Regions from separate parts of the Columba livia genome. Here region 2 is linked to region 1. A link is a contact called in public Hi-C data. All regions are on one chromosome and are shown on one strand. Each heading gives the region's core, a stretch centred on a gene start, on an enhancer-like site or on the middle of the called end of the contact. The rest is flanking DNA. Distances are from core to core; before and after follow the strand shown.

The links. Hi-C and Micro-C count contacts between places; a contact is called where the count stands out from the background.
Region 2: a Hi-C map of liver shows a contact between it and region 1, with 2.0 times the contacts expected there. The contact joins the promoter of CSRNP1 here to the enhancer-like site in region 1. A contact is called at or near these places in 2 of 2 Hi-C or Micro-C datasets (crop and liver).

What each region holds. Positions count from the first base shown.
Region 1 is chr2:6,194,477-6,199,190 of bColLiv1.pat.W.v2, reverse strand. No RefSeq gene overlaps it. Among named protein-coding and RNA genes, the nearest start is that of XIRP1, 100 kb to the right of the region's middle. Within about 2 kb of position 1,445, at least 2 of the 3 cell types and tissues checked have an H3K27ac peak away from gene starts, as active enhancers do.
Region 2 is chr2:6,372,957-6,377,593 of bColLiv1.pat.W.v2, reverse strand. CSRNP1 (cysteine and serine rich nuclear protein 1) reads right to left here and starts at 2,419. Exons shown (of 5, transcript XM_065050375.1): 1 at 2,235-2,419.

The DNA of each region.
Region 1 (4,714 bases), core at 196-2,695:
CAGCAGGTAGGCTCAGACCCAGAGCCCCATGGTATCCAAACATGTGACAAGCACTATTAAGGTATTTGCCCTGTTAATATCCAGTGCAATGGGTTGTTTCGCTTTCCTGCCTCTGATGCAGAGTCCAAGCCACACACAAATCAAAAACTCCAAAATGTCTAAGGGTTTCACAGCAAGAGAAAGTCCCCACATCTCCCTGTCCCAAAACTAAGCCGCACCTCTTGGATTCCTCTGCACCACCTCCAAACAGGCAAAAAAATCATTGCTTCTTTTGGAAAAGAAGACCTGGACGTAGCTACTTATCAGATACATATGAGCAGTCATGGTGCTGGTTTGGATAAAAGGACTGGCCTCCTATGCCTGGATCTCATCTTGGGTCCTCAGGATATACCATTCCTACCAAAAAGATGGGCTAAGGGTGCAGAGAGAAAGAGAAGATCCCTATGCATGTACCATGGTACTTTGACAACCAGATTCAAGCCTTCTGATAAATTCCAGCTAACTTCTCCTTCTTGTTGTCTTTTCCTCGGTGAGCTTATAGAACCTAGCTTGTACCTTGTCTGGCCCTCACCTTGTTTCCCTGTCTCTGTAGCATCAGAATACATCCCCATAACTGCTGGCAAAGCAATAAGGGTGCTCCTTGTTGCAGTGCAATTGATTTCACTGTTACTGATGCAGACAGCATCCCTGGGTACTAAAATAACTTGAAACTAGCTCAATTGATTAAACAAAGCACCTGAAATGGATATTAGTACCCTGTATGTGCCAGAGATATTAAAAGCAAAAAGCATGGCAAAGCACAAGAACACCAACCTCCAGCTGTGCTGAAGGGACAAGAATGAGTGGAAAATGGGGATATTTTTTTTCCCGTTTTATTCAAACTCTATCTCAGCTTCACAGAACTAAAGGATAATTTGGGTTGGCAGGGACTTCTGGAGGTCTGTAGCTCAATGACCTCATCAAAGCAGGTCTAGGTTCGAGGTCATATCTAGTTGTTCAGGGCCTTGCTCCATTGAGTTTTGATTGTCTCCAAAGATCAAGACTTTTCACCCTCTCTGGGCTTCTCTTCTAGTGCTTCACTGCTCTCATGAGAAAAATGTTTTTCCTTATGTCCGAAAGGAATTTCCCCTGCTACATCTTGGGCCTGTTTCATCTTCTTTTGTTGCGTACTTCTTCTCAATAGCCCTCCTTTAGGTAGCTAAGCACAGCAAAATGCTGTCTCCTCCTTTTCCCCTCCCTTCTACTGACACTTTAAACAATCACTTTGACCCAGAATGAAACAATTTACTTTGACTTCTAGTAAGAAAAGCAGCAGCACGGAGTGCTGGATTTTGGTTGTAGGGGTTGGTGTCACCTCCCTTTCCAGCTGCTCTCCACACTTCTCTTTCAAGCTGCAACTGTTCAGCAATTTACAGTGGAAGCTGTAAATGTGCTTCTGATGACCAAAAGTTCCATTTCTCATCAAAATGGATATTAACCAGAAAAATGTACCCAAGGAAAATCACTAGAAATTGGGTACCTTTGAAAAATTTCACCCATTCTCAGCATCCTCCCCCTCAGCTCTCCTGGGTGTTAAATATTAGAGTAAGGAGCTGCTGGCTTTGATACAGAAGTAGTAATTCTCTGCCTGAGGTATTTCCTTTCCTGGCTCTCCTCCCTTTCAACTCAGAGTGATTTTTTTTTTTTAATTTTTTTAAAATTCTGTAGTATTTGCCTATTTCCAACACCTCCCCCATGTGGCATGATGTCAAATCAGCAACAAGCAGGCCAGCAGGAATGTATATTCCCATTACCTTCAGCACTACAGTGGAAGCTTTTAACATAAAGCCAGTAAATTCAGCCTTTTGCAAGGCGATTGCTCAACAGAAGTCCCTCTTGCAAGAATGTCACCGTGTGCTTCCCACAACAAGGCAGCCAGGAGGCTCCTGCTGTCACTGGCAGATGGTTGGAGGGTCAGCCACTGCAGTGCCAGGGCTTTCTGGATGGCTTCACTGGGATACAAGTGAGCAGAACTATTGCTGCATGTCTGGGGAGGAAATGCAAGACTACAGCCAAGGCTGGGGAGCCCCACAATGTGCATTTATCATAGAATCATAGAACAGTTCAAGTTGGAAGGGACCTTCAAAGCTCATCCATTACCACCCCTGCCATGAGCAGGGACATCTTCACCAGATCAGGTTGCTCAGAGCCCTGTCCAGCCTGGCCTGGGATATCTCCAGGGATGGGGCATTCACTACCTCTCTGGGCATCTCTGAGACCCAGGACAATTTCCTAGACAAGGACAGATGCTTTCCAATTGTCTCGAGCCCTGCTCAGTTCTTGGCCTCTGTGCAACCTAATGTGAGTGAGGTTCACGTGCCAGTGTGAAATCTCCCCTTTAGAATTATTTTTTCTGTACTAATTCCCTTCTATTATTACTTTGCTCCATATCAAAGACTAAGAGAATAGTAGTACCTTGTCTGTCTGAGAACTGAGACAGAGGCACGTATAAAACAAATGATCCAACAATCATTTTCTTAACCCACTAACACATAAATGAATTACTAAGAAAGCACTTTCGTTTCCTTTTTTTTCTCAAAACAATCTAAATCCTTGCCCTGCATGAACTATAACTCAACCAAAGTGTTATTAAATCAACCATCAGAAGATTATCAGACCCAAGAAACTAGATAAGAGGTATTTGGGGATACCCACAACAGTATTTTTTGACCCAATTGTCCGTTACAGGTCTAAACTTCAACTGATTTCAAGGAGATAAGCATAAATAATTCTGGGCTCTGCTCCAAGACCTGGGACTTGGTCTTCTCCTCTCCCCACTGACCCAAAAAGATGGTAGTTTCTGAGCAGCTCTAATCACATCAGAACAACACTTATATACAGTAGGGCAGAATCTGTACCCTTCTGCTCAAAAAAATTCCAGTGTCATGTGTGAAAACTGACCTTAGGAAAGGAACTGAACCTGTGAAGACTCTGAACATGGTCATGGGAGCAAGTTCCAGAAGGAAGCACGAGCTCCTAGGCTTCTGCCATGGATATATCTTCTCTTCCTTCTCCAAACAAGAACAGCAAATGCCAATCAGACAGATAGATAAAACAGACATAACTAAGGTGGATTGTTTAGATCAAGTAGCGTTTGTCAGGCAGTCATTGTATGTTCCCATATTCCTGAAGTGCAAGGTAGTTTTCCAGGGCTATAAAGAGAAAGTCTATTGCTTGATTGCAGAAACTTGAAATATATTTCTTGCCATAAAGAGCAACATGGACCTCTACAAAACAAAGTTTTATGTCTTTAAAAAGCGCTGTTGCCACATATTTTGTAACAAAACCTGACTATGCAGCCTGGCAGTGGAGCATCACCAGTATTTTCAGTCAACTTCATCAGCTGCTTCTTGACATGAGATCTTGACCCTTGAAGTGCTTTCCTTACAGTCCAACAGAGAGGTAGACTTGCAGTCCTCTTAGCAAAAATGTCCTGCATTTCCACACTCAGTTGGTCATCTTCCCTTCTTTAGTGACATCGATAACCCTGTGCAGGGCTTAACCTGAGAACAAGAGGCTTAAATGTAGGCAGCTGAGTGCTTCTGTCTGCACATGAGCTACATGTCCAAGTTTCCATAGTTGTGAGCAGAGACCTGAGTCTTGGTTTGGTTGTCCAACTAGACATGCAGTGCCACCTGACATACCTTGGAATAGCCAAAACACCTCTACACAACGGGCAGATGCAACCAAGAACCTTTGGGAGACCCTTCTGGGGCAGGAGCTGGAGCTGATACAGGAGACTCATGGCCATCTCAAGGCCATCTCAAAGACAAAAGGTATTATGTTGGGAAGGTACTCATGACTCTACCCAATACAGCCAAGTGAATTCTGGGAGCAGTTCATGTGTCCAGCTGACACCTGTCTATTCTAGAGAAATCCGGCTTTCCCTCCACACTCCACTGGCTATATTGACCACATCTCCAGCAACTACAGTGGGAACTCAGGTGCTTAGACCTCATTTGAACACCCAACGTTAGATGCCAAAATTCTGTCATCTTAATTTCACACCGAGTTGCCTCCTGTGTGTACTGAATCAGGTCACATCGCCCTCAAGTGGAGAACGGCACGATCACAACAAACTGAACAAGCCAGTGATCACCGAGATTCTGTTTTCTTTTGAGGACACAAAAAAACCCCAGGGATCTACCCAGACCTCCAGGACAATGTGTGCTCTGAAAAAGCTCGGGTGCAAGAACACAAAGGTTGCAAAGCACAAACCAAAAAAGCTACAGTGGAGAAAGCCGTAATTCATGCTGCCAAACCACCACCATAATTCAGCCACCTCGTACACTTCCATTATGATACTATCTTACCCAACTTAACATCAAACAAAAGGTGGTAGCAAAGCCAAGAATATTATTCACCCCTTCTGGATACCCACATTGTGCCTTACAAGAGAAAGTGTTTGCTTTTTGGTGCACTCCTCCTGGTTCACTGTCCAACCTGCACACTGAACGAAGTTATGGTCTTTGTCTGAAATACATAGGATTTTGTAAAAAGAAATCAAAATAGGAGATAAAACTGAACTCATGTGAACTACCTGATTTCTAGCAGCTTTTAGTACTAGGGGGCTTGACTTTGCAACTTTTGGAGTCTTACTATTGTTTTTGGTTGGATTTTCTCCAGGGAAAAAAAAAAGAAAAAAGTAAACTGAGCAATAATGTAAGAAGAGATA
Region 2 (4,637 bases), core at 1,170-3,669, 180 kb before region 1:
GAAGCAAACCCGGGGAGGGCGTTTTATTCGCACGCTGATGTTCGTGGCGGGTCGGGCGACCTTGGGGTGCAATATCGCCAAAAACTGGTGCGGAGCGGAGCTTCCCGCTGAGCTATCCCAGACATTTGATGTCTGACAGCAGCGGTGAGTCCAGGAACGCCGCTGGGTTACTTAATAATCACCGCGCTATCAACACTGATTCATTGCTCGTCCATTTAACTACTCTTAATTCTTTACATATTTACTTAAGTGGTTTCCCTGTGACAGCCTCTGCCATGACACCACTTCCCAATTTCGGGGCTGACCGAGGCGGGGGTCAAGGTGAGCAGGATCATCCCATCAGGACCCTCCAGTCCCCACGTGTGTCCCCAGCCACACAAGCTGTGCTTTCCAGTTCAGACCAGATTATTTTCACTCAGCTGGGTCTAAGGTTTCATAACCTTGCTCTGGTTAAAAATAGCCTCTGCCTACTATGCTACAGCAAAACCCAACGCACCCCGTGCCACGGAGCAGGAGCATGAATCAGTTTGTAGCACCACGAGTTTATTCTCCTGCCAGAGACTAAACAGGCAAAACACCTTCCCCGGGAAAGAGCATCAGAGGCATTTACTCCATCTACTAATTTTTGGAAGGCCACAAAGAAAAGGGCTTTTCAGGATTTTTCTATCAAGCCCTTATTTCTCACTGGCTGCTTGAAAGGTAAATAAGAAACATTAGCAAATACATTAAAGGTTATCAGACATGGCCCAAATGAAACGAGGTTCAAATGTACTTGGCGCAGATTGTTCTGTAATAAATATGAAAACAGAGAAGTGTGCTTTGTCTAGGAAAATCCTCTATTTGATTACACCTCATGAATAATTCACACCAGGTTTCCATATTTGTCCTCCTGTAGGTACACGCCGTGCATTACCTTGCCTGCTATATATACGACCGCATTTCCTGCGCTGAATTATTAAAGGCTTGCCGGGAGCTGCAGAGTCTCTCCACATGGAGAACAAACCAAAAAATAAACCCCCCCAGCCTTGATGGGCTTCATCTGCAAACCACTCAGCAGAGGGGGAAATATATATATATATATAGATATATAGTGGGGAAAAAAAAATTAAAATGAAATAATAACTGCGGATGAGTTCCCTGTAACAAACGACAAGACTTTGAGGTTTGTAAATGGCCGTGAGGTTTTCCTCTCCATCCCACCGAGGCATTGTCGTTACCAGACGTTGGTAAGGCAGGGCTGCTTTAGGAAAGGGTTGTCCCTATGTGTCAGCCTCTTCCTACAGCGACATTATGTAACTCGGAGGTGACAGACACTTTTGAGGATGCCGGGAGGGGGACATACTAAAAAAATAAACATACACACTGAGGAAATTTAGTAGTTTGGGTTGTGCGAGGTGATTTTTTTTCTCTCGTCTCAGGTGTGTAGTTAAAGCCCCGATTTTTCTTTTATTCTGGGGGCGGGGGAGGGGGGGGGAGCCCGCTCTCTATCGGTCCGTCTGTCCATCCGTGCGCCGGTCGGTAGGTGTTGCTGTAGCGACGGGAAAGCATCCCCAGCCCGGCAGATTTGGGGAAGAGCGAACCGGCAAGGCTTCCCCTCTGCCTCCCACCCCCCCGCCAGCCTTTCTTTCAACATCAGAAAATTGGAACCGCAACCGTAAAGATGGAGCGGAGCCTTAACTGACGGGGGGGGGAGGGAAACTCAGAGCGACTCTAAATAAATATATAGGTATTTATATGTATATATAACGCGGGGTTTTCTACCGAGGGGAAAGTGCGGGAGGGCTCGGGGAGCAGCGAACCCCCCGCCCCCAGGGAACGCGGTCCCACCGCCCGGGGGGCCCGGACGCTCCCGCCGGGCCGGCCCCAGCCCCAGCCCCGCCGGGCTCCCCTCGCCCCCGGGCAGGAGCAGCCCGGCCAGACGGCGCCGCTGCGGCGCGCCGGCCCGGCTCTGGGCGGCGGGGCACCGAGACGGACCCCCCGACGGCGGAGTAATACGGGCTCTGCCCAGGACCCCCGACAGCCCAGCACCGCGCCGGACACCGCACCGGACCCCGGCGGGCAAGCACCGACCCGGCTCTATACCGGACCCCCAACGGCCGAGCACCGCGCCGGACACCGCACCGACCCCCCGAGCGGGACGGCGGAGCAGCAAACCTCCCCCCGCCGCGGCGGACCCCCCATTCCCTCCCTCGCCAGCCCCATCCCGGCGCCGGCTGCCCCCGGGCCGGCCCTACCTTCGGCGGCGGCGGGTCTCGGCGCGGCGGCTCCGGCTGCAGCGGCGGTGCCTGGCGCGGCGCCTCCCGCTCTGCCGCTGCCGGGGCTGCGCCGCCGCCGCGCTGCCCTTTTTCGTCAGTGGAAAACTCCGGGCTCTGACGCAGGCGGTGACAGGAGCGGGGCCGGCGTGTGCCCGGCCCGCCCGGCTTCCCGCTCCCCCCCGCCCCGGGGCGGGGCGCTGAGTCAGGGCCGAGGGGACGCCCCGCCCCGCCCCGCGCTGAGGAGGGAGCGGGGGACGGGGGAGGGAGAGAGATTGGGGATGGGACACAGCTGGGGGGGGTTGGGAGTCACAGGGGGTGGGGAACCACAAGCAGCCGTGGCCCCTAAAATGCATGTTTGTGTCCCACAGGAACAGCTTGGACCCCCAAACAGATTTGGGTCCTACAGGGAGTTGGGGATTCACAAGGGGTTTGGGCCCATAAAGAGGTGTGGACCCCAAAATGGATGTGGGTCACGTGGGGGGTTTGTGTCCCACAGGGAGTTGGGGACACACAGGAACAGCTTGGTCCCCAAAACAGATTTGAGTGCTACAGGGGGTTGGAGACCCACAAGAAGTTTGGACCCACAGACAGGCTTGGACCCTAAAATGGATGTGGAGCTCAAGGGGGGTTTGTGTCCCACAGGGAATTGGGGACCCACAGGAGCAGCTTGTACCCCCAAACAGATTTGAGTCCTCCAGGGAGTTGGGGATTCACAAGGGTTTGGACCCAAACCAGGTTTGGACCCCAAAACGGATGTGGGTCACATGGGGGGTTTGTGTCCCACAGGGAGCTGGGGATCTGCAGGCAACATTTGGACCCCAAAACAGATTTGGGTGCCACAGGGAGCTGGAGACCCGCAAGAAGTTTCAACCCACAGACAGGCTTGGACCCTAAAATGGAGGTGGGTCCCAACACAGAGAGTTGGGGACCCATGGGCAAGGCATGAACCTGCGAACATATTTGGGTGCTACAGGGAGTTGGGGACTCACAAGGGTTTGGACCCAAAACCAGGTTTGGACCCCAAAACAGATGTGGGTCACATGGGGGGTTTGTGTCCCACGGGGAGCTGGGGATCTGCAGGCAGCATTTGGACCCCAAAACAGCTTTGGGTGTCAGAGGGGGTTGGGGACCCACATGGGGTTTGGACCCACAGACAGGCTTGGACCCTAAAATGGAGGGGGGTTCCAAGGGGGGTTTTTGTCCTATGTGGAGTTGGGGACCCACAGGAGCAGCTTGGACCCCAAAACAGATTTGGGTGTCACAGGGGGTTGGGAACCCACAGGCAAGGCTCAAAGCCCAAACAGATTTGTGTCCTGCAGGGAGTTGGGGACTCAAAAGGGGTTTGGACCCACAAAAAGGCTTGGACCTCAAAATGGATGTGGGTCACATAGGGGGTTAGAGTCCCAAAGGAGGTTAGAGTCCCAAAGGGAGTTGGGGACTAGCAGGCAAGATTTGGATCCCAAACCAGATTTGGGTACCACAGGCCTTTGGGGCCCACAGGGGATTGGGAACCCACAAGCAGGCGTGAACCCCAAAATAGAGATGGCTCCCAAGGGGCGTTTGGGTCCTACAGGGAGCTGGGGACCCACAAAGGGTTCGAACCCACAACCATGCTTGGACCCCAAAATGGATGTGGGTCACACGGGGGGTTTGTGTCCCACAGGAAGTTGGGGGTCTGCAGGCAAGATTTGGATCCCAGAACAGATTTGGGTGCCACAGGGGGTTGGGGACCTCCAAGGGCAAGGGTTGACCACCAAAATGAGTTTGAGCTTCACAAGTGCGAATTGTCCCACAGAGAGAACTGGGTCCCTGAAAGGGACTTTGGCCCTATGAGCGAGGTGTGGCCCCCAGAGACATTTAAGGCCCCACAAGGAAGAAGCACAATATGACCACCAGGAGCTTTCAGAGATCATCAGTCCGGGATCAGACTCCTTGCAGCGGTTGGCAAGGTGCAGACTGACCCAGTGTTTCCCAATTTTGGCACTTGGCTGGATTTTCACCCCACGAGCTGGGGCTGGGCCAACAGCCAGTGGCATGGTCAGAGTCCTCATGCTGTGAAGCTGCCTGCTCTTGGTGCAGATCTTTAAAATGTCACCCGGCTGTACCCCACAGGGCTTGGATACAGCTGAGCTGCAGGAGTCCCTGTGTAAGATCAAGTCCATGAAGGTGGGACGATTTGTCTTCTTTGGCTCCATGGAGGAGCCTGAGGTTGGCCATACCAGGGTCTCCTCAAATCCCCCTCTGCATCCATGTTCTGTTGTGAGCCCCTTAGCTCCATGGTTCTTCCCACACAGTATTGTGAGCGAGCATCTGCCACCCCTTTCCAGGGATATTATTTTAGGTATTATTTTAGGTGTAAACCTCTTAGAATGCGTTTTTTTT